Linked DNA regions of Sus scrofa: region 2 is linked to region 1. Evidence: chromatin contacts called from public HiChIP or PLAC-seq data. All regions are on one chromosome and are shown on one strand. The core of a region is the stretch at or near the end of the contact, and the rest is flanking DNA. Distances in the headings are between cores, read along the strand shown. Region 1 holds the start of GAK (cyclin-G-associated kinase). Region 2 holds the start of SLC26A1 (sulfate anion transporter 1).

Region 1 (2,936 bases), core at 93-2,592:
TCTGGGGGCAACTCTCGTTCTACCCCAGATATGAAAGAATACCACACTTCAGAACGTCACTAGCTCTGAAGAAGAGCCTGAGATCTTCTCACCAAATCACCCTCCAAATTCCTCTCTTCCTGACAGTGGAGCCAATGTGTGTGAGGATGCTAAGGGCAGAACACGCCTCAGGCCTTTGGAAACAGCCAGCCATTGTTCCACCTGAAATTGAGCACAAATGGCAGCAGGAATGTCCGCAGTGACTGGCTGAAGCTACAGCTCCGAGGGAAACCACAGCCATGTGCAGCTGTCCATGCAGCCACTCCCTCACGCAGGCTAAAGCAAGGAACACAGCCCCAAAGCCAACCGTGCCACGGCTAGGGGAAGCTCACACGCCCGCGTGATCCCCACTGGACAAAACAGAAAAACGCAGACAAGGAAACAGGACCGCGCCAACACTGGTGGGAAATTCTGTGTGAGGAAGGGAGGCGGGGTGCAGGAAGCAAGAAACAGCGTGCAGCAACACAGCCGACCACAGACTGACCAGCCCCGCGGCGAGGTTCTGTACGGATCCCAACTGCCGGGTCAGCTCGGGCCCAGAGAGGACCGGGGCAGAAGACGCTCCTATGGTAAGAGGGGGAACCCCGGCTACAGGACGCGGCGCTGTCTGTCCCAACACCCTCGCCTAAGGTCCCGAAACCTGAGAGGACCAGCCCCACGTCCACTGTCCCACCGCGGCCCTCGACGACTTATAACCCACCCCCCGGCCCCAGCGCGTGCCTCGGGACTCCAGCCTTTAGTCTTGCGGGTCCCCCTGCCTCCTTTCCGCTAAGGCCCCGCGCGCCAACCCCCGCCGGCCCACCACTCCTTCCCAGCGACACAGCCTCTCCTCCAGCCTCAGGTGAGCCTACACCTGCCGCCACGACCACCTTGCCCCAGCCTGACCCCAGCCTCCGACACGGAAGTGCCCGACCCCACACGGGCCTCCCCCTCGGCAGTCGCCTTCCGGCCAGCCGTGACCCTCCCCCTGCCCGCCTGGTCCTGCCCCGCGCCCCGGGCCGCGCGCCCCCGGCCCCCGCCTCACCCTCCGCCAGGACCCGCCGCACTCGCAGCCGCAGCTCGCCCATTTCCACCGTCTGCCCCACGAAGTCAGTCTGGTCGCGGCCGGCAGCACCCCCCAGGGAGCCCGGGCCCGCCAGGAAGTCGAGCGCAGACTGCAGCAGCGACATGGCTGCGGCCCGCGGCGGGCGCCGGACCGAGGGCTCAGCGTACAGCCGCGTCCGGGTCCACTCGGCAACCGCCGGCCGCGACCGCACCGCTTCCGCCCGACGCCTCCACGCAGGCGCGGGGGCGCGTCGCTGGCCGGAAGAGCGCCGGGCGTCACTTCCGCCGCGCCGGGCGGCTGCGAGTGCGCGGAGCTGGGCGTGGACGCGAGGGTGGGCCGGGTAACGGGCTTCTGGCGCCGAGCTCGAGGAGGGAGCCCGGCGCCCAACCGTTTGCACGCGGCGGTTTCCGCGGAGGCTGGTGTCCAGGGGCTCCCGGTGCCCGGCCGCGCAGAGCCGGTCTGTGTAAGCCGAGCGCCGGGGGGCCCGCGGCGTCCGTCTATTTATTGAGTTGGTTGCCTATAAAAGACCGAAAAGCATCATTTTAAAAGCTCAGTTTTGACGCTTCTGTGGAAAAATCATTTCTGGCAGCACTGGATCCAGAATCCCGTGTGTGACCCATCACCTAGAGCTTCCCCCCCCCCCAGGTAAGACGCTGCCACTTGCCTGACCCCCTTGGCGCGTTTGGCAGCCGGCCGCTTTCGGTAGGTTCTTGTCTGGCGTGTTCACCTCCAAACGGAGAAATGGAGCCACCGCCCCCGGTAGCATCTTAACCCTCCTAGAATTTCAAGCTATTAAAAGTCTCTTTCCGGGAGTTCCCGTCGTGGCGCAGTGGTTAACGAATCCGACTAGGAACCATAAGGTTGCGGGTTCGGTCCCTGCCCTTGCTCAGTGGGTTAAGGATCCGGCATTGCCCTGAGCTGTGGTGTGGGTTGCAGACGCGGCTCGGATCCCGTGTTGCTGTGGCTCTGGCGTAGGCCGGTGGCTACAGCTCCGATTGGACCCCTAGCCTGGGAACCTCCATATGCCGTGGGAGCGGCCCAAGAAATGGCAAAAAGACAAAAAAAAAAAAAAGTCTCTTTCTGGACAGGCTAGCACGTGTTATCACTATAGTAAAGAAGCTCAGTTCATACAATGCTTTACTGCTTACAACATCCTTTTAGAAGCGTTCCTATTAATTATCCCTTTGGGGTGAGAAAACATGCCCAGCAGTGCCATTACTTAGCCAGGGGGCCAGGGTCAACAAGTGATACCGAGTCACATGGCTCTTCCAGCCGCTGCGTTTGTCTGGTAAATGGAACACATCGGAGGCTTGGGAAAAAGTCCGGGCTGTTTTTGGGTGTCTCCTAGCATAGAGGTGGCAGTTGTCTGGAGGAGAGCACCAATGGGACAATGTCGCTTTTAGACTGAAAGTACACTCTTTAGAGAGGAGCAGCAACTAGGGAAGCAAGAAGGAAACTAAAAGCATTATGTCAAATGACTTTGCCATTTAAAAGGAAGGAGACAAAAGAAAAAGAGGAACCTCCACTTACAGCTTCCAGGAGTAAATGATGTACCTGGGATTTAGCAGCAGTGATATCAGCATCTTGCCCAGAACAATATTGTTTCCGTGGAGCAGTGGGTGGAAACTAGGTACCCAAAGAGAAGGAAAAAAAAATGAAGAGGGAGAGACAGTAAGGGGAGGTAACTCAGGAAGTTTGGTTGCGGAGACTACGGTACCGAGGGGGTGCTGAGATGTTTAAGATGGGAGATTCCTGAGCATCCTACAGCTGATGGAAGGAAACCAGGATGTGTTTGCTGGGACAGAAGAGTCAGGTGTAAAGTGCCTTCCCTCCTAGAAGGTAGGAGGGAATG
Region 2 (2,857 bases), core at 149-2,648, 49 kb after region 1:
CCTTGGCGGGATCGCTGAGCACCAGCTTCCTCACCCGGCTCCAGCCTTGGGCGTCCACCCTACGTGGACAAACCTGAGACCCAGCTTCCATCGGCTTATCCCTCCCGGCCTCCGCCAAAGTGAAACCTAGTCGGAGAGGCTGTGCTGAACCCCCGGTCCCAGCTCCCCTCCAGTCCATCACCGTCCCTCCCACTTGTAAACCCGTCCGCCCCAGCTCCCTCTCGATGCCTCTGCAGACAGCATCTAGGTTTTCCTTCTGCTCCACCCAGGCCACCTCCTGGTCTTCTTGTCATGAACCCCCTGAGCCAAGGCCTTCTGATGGGGGACCCTTCTTCCAGGTCCCCGGGGGGCCATCTTCCAGCTCCCTGCTCTTGCTGCAACTGACCACAAAGGGATCCTTTCAAAACATCATGGCAAAGACAAAACCATGGCGACAGTAAAAAAAATCAGGGGTTTGGTGGGGTGGGGGGAGCATGAATATCCTTTTTAGCCAGAGCATGTGGGAGTTCCTGAGCCAGGGCTTGAACCTGCGCTACTGCAGTAACCAGAGCCACAGCAGTGACAACATGGGATCCTTAACCTGCTGAGCCACAAGGGAACTCTGAGCATAGGGTTTTTAGGTCCAAGAAAACACTGTATGATCTTGGTGGTAGATCATGTGTCTTTCCAAACCCCAAAATGTATAGCACCAGGTGAACCTTAATGTAAACTGTGGATTTGGGGTGACTAAGATGTCGGCGTAGGTTTATCAGTTGTAAGAAGCATCCCGCTCTGGGCTGTTGATCACGGGGGAGACTGTGCTTGTGGAGAGGAGGCCGGTGGCGGGGGCGGGGAGCTTCTGTACCTCCTCAGTTTTGCTGTGAACCCAAAACCACTCTAAAAAAAAAAAAAAAATTGAATCTTGGAGTTCTCACTGTGGCGCAGTGGGTTAAGAACCTGACTTTAGCATCTCGGGCTGCTGTGGATATGCGGGTTCAATCCCTGGCCCGGCACAGTGGGTTAAAGGATCTCGTGTGGGAGTTCCTGTTATGGCTCAGCGGAAACGAATCTGACTAGTATCCATGAGGACGCAAGTTCGATCCCTGGCCTCGCTCAGTGGGTTAAGGATCCAGCATTGCTGTGAGCTGTGGTGTAGGCCAGCGGCTGTAGCTCCAATTTGACCCCTAGCTTGGGAACTTCCACATGCCACCAATGCAGCCCTAAAAAGACAAAAAAAAATTAAATAAATAAAATAAAGGATTTCGTGTTGCCGTAGCTATGCAGAGGTCCCAGCTGCAGCTTAGATTCAATCTCTAGCTGAGGAAATTATGGCAAAGTAATAACATAATAATTGTAACAATAATGTCTTAAAAACACACAAACAGGAGTTCCCGCCGTGGCGCAGTGGTTAACGAATCTGACTAGGAACCATGAGGTTGCGGGTTCGATCCCTGGCCTTGCTCAGTGGGTTAACGATCTGGTGTTGCCGTGAGCTGTGGTGTGGGTCGCAGACGCGGCTCAGATCCCGAGTTGCTGTGGCTCTGGCGTAGGCCGGTGGCTACAGCTACAATTCGACCCCTAGCCTGGGAACCTGCATATGCCGCGGGAGCGGCCCTAGAAAAGGCTAAAAGACAAAAAACAAAACCCACACACAAACAAAAAAGCTGTGGTACTTCCTGCTCTGTGTGGATCTCTGAAAGGACTCCCCGTTTCGCCCCAAGTCAGGCTCCCTTCTCACGTGGCCCCAAGGCACCAGGTGACCTCCCTTCCCTCGACTCGCGCCCTCTTCCGCCCCAGGCCCGTGGCTCCTGTCCGCGGCCTGGTTGTCACACGTTCATTTCTATGTGAGGAGTGCGTGCAGGGGGGAGGCTGTCCTTGCCCCGCTCCTGCTCCCATGGTGTCTCTCAGAGTGCAGCAGGGGGACCAGGTACTGCCGAACCAAATGTGGGGCCCTGGCCTCCGGGAGGTGCAGAGAAACAGAATGTGGGCCCACAGAGTCCCACCAGGTTCTCCTCCAGCCTTGCGCTTCTCCGTCAGCTGTCTTTAGGACGCCTTGTTCTCCCCGTCTCCATCCTCTTGTCCCACTCCCAGGCCCCAGGTTGTTCTGAGCCCCCAAAGACTTGAGGGTGGGATTCCAGTGCAGGCACATGAGTTCATACTAGGCTGTGAGTGACTAATAGGCTTACATAGTTGATGTGTGCCAAGGAGAGGGGCCTATTTAGCCTGGAGCCTAGTCCCGAATGGCACCTTGCAAGCTCCCTAGCTGCTTGAATGTGGCCACAGCTCCAGGCCCAGGCCCACGTCCCCCAACCTTGACACTGAGTGTCCTTCTACAGGAGGTCAGCTGGACAGGGACTGAGCTACAATTTCACCCACTTGGATCGATACCTGGACCTTCTCAGGGAGAACCAGCTCCTCCCAGGTGAACCACTGACCCCACCGTCTCCCACTGGCCTGGCCTTTCCGGGTCCTCCTGGTTGCCCAGTCAGGTCCTGCCTCGGTGCTGGCCTGGGGGAGCCAGGCAGGTGAGCAGTGGGACAGCCACCTTCGTGTGCTGCAGGCTTTGAGCTGATGGGCAGCCCCTCTGGACACTTCACGGACTTTGAGGACAAGCAGCAGGTGTTCGAGTGGAGGAACCTGGTCTCGCTCCTGGCTAGGAGATACGTTGGTGGGTGGGGCCCATGCCCTTTGGGGATGGGGGCGCTTCTGGGCAGGCTTTCCTTCTGCACCACCCAGGCCATCTCCCGGTCTTCTTGTCATGAGCCCCCTGAGCCAAGGCCTTCTGATGGGGGCGGGGGGGGAGCTCCCAGTGACACCGCCATCGCATCCAAACCGCCCACCGCGGGTGCCCTCCCCGGGGTTCGGGATGCACTCGTGT

What was found. HiChIP or PLAC-seq counts read pairs in DNA pulled down with a chosen protein or histone mark.
Region 2: a contact with region 1 is called in an H3K27ac HiChIP or PLAC-seq map of alveolar macrophages. The contact joins the promoter of SLC26A1 here to the promoter of GAK in region 1. A contact is called at or near these places in 3 of 47 Hi-C or Micro-C datasets (embryonic fibroblasts and liver) and 1 of 2 datasets of contacts at active chromatin or transcription factors (alveolar macrophages).

What each region holds. Positions count from the first base shown.
Region 1 is chr8:295,647-298,582 of Sscrofa11.1, forward strand. It overlaps GAK (cyclin-G-associated kinase), which reads right to left and starts at 1,343. Exons shown (of 28, transcript XM_021100831.1): 1 at 1,064-1,343. The coding sequence starts at 1,208. It overlaps TMEM175 (endosomal/lysomomal potassium channel TMEM175), which reads left to right and starts at 47. Exons shown (of 11, transcript XM_021100844.1): 1 at 47-608.
Region 2 is chr8:344,557-347,413 of Sscrofa11.1, forward strand. SLC26A1 (sulfate anion transporter 1) reads right to left here and starts at 1,399. Exons shown (of 3, transcript XM_021100851.1): 1 at 1-1,399. It overlaps IDUA (alpha-L-iduronidase), which reads left to right. Exons shown (of 14, transcript XM_021100852.1): 3 at 2,316-2,401; 4 at 2,540-2,647.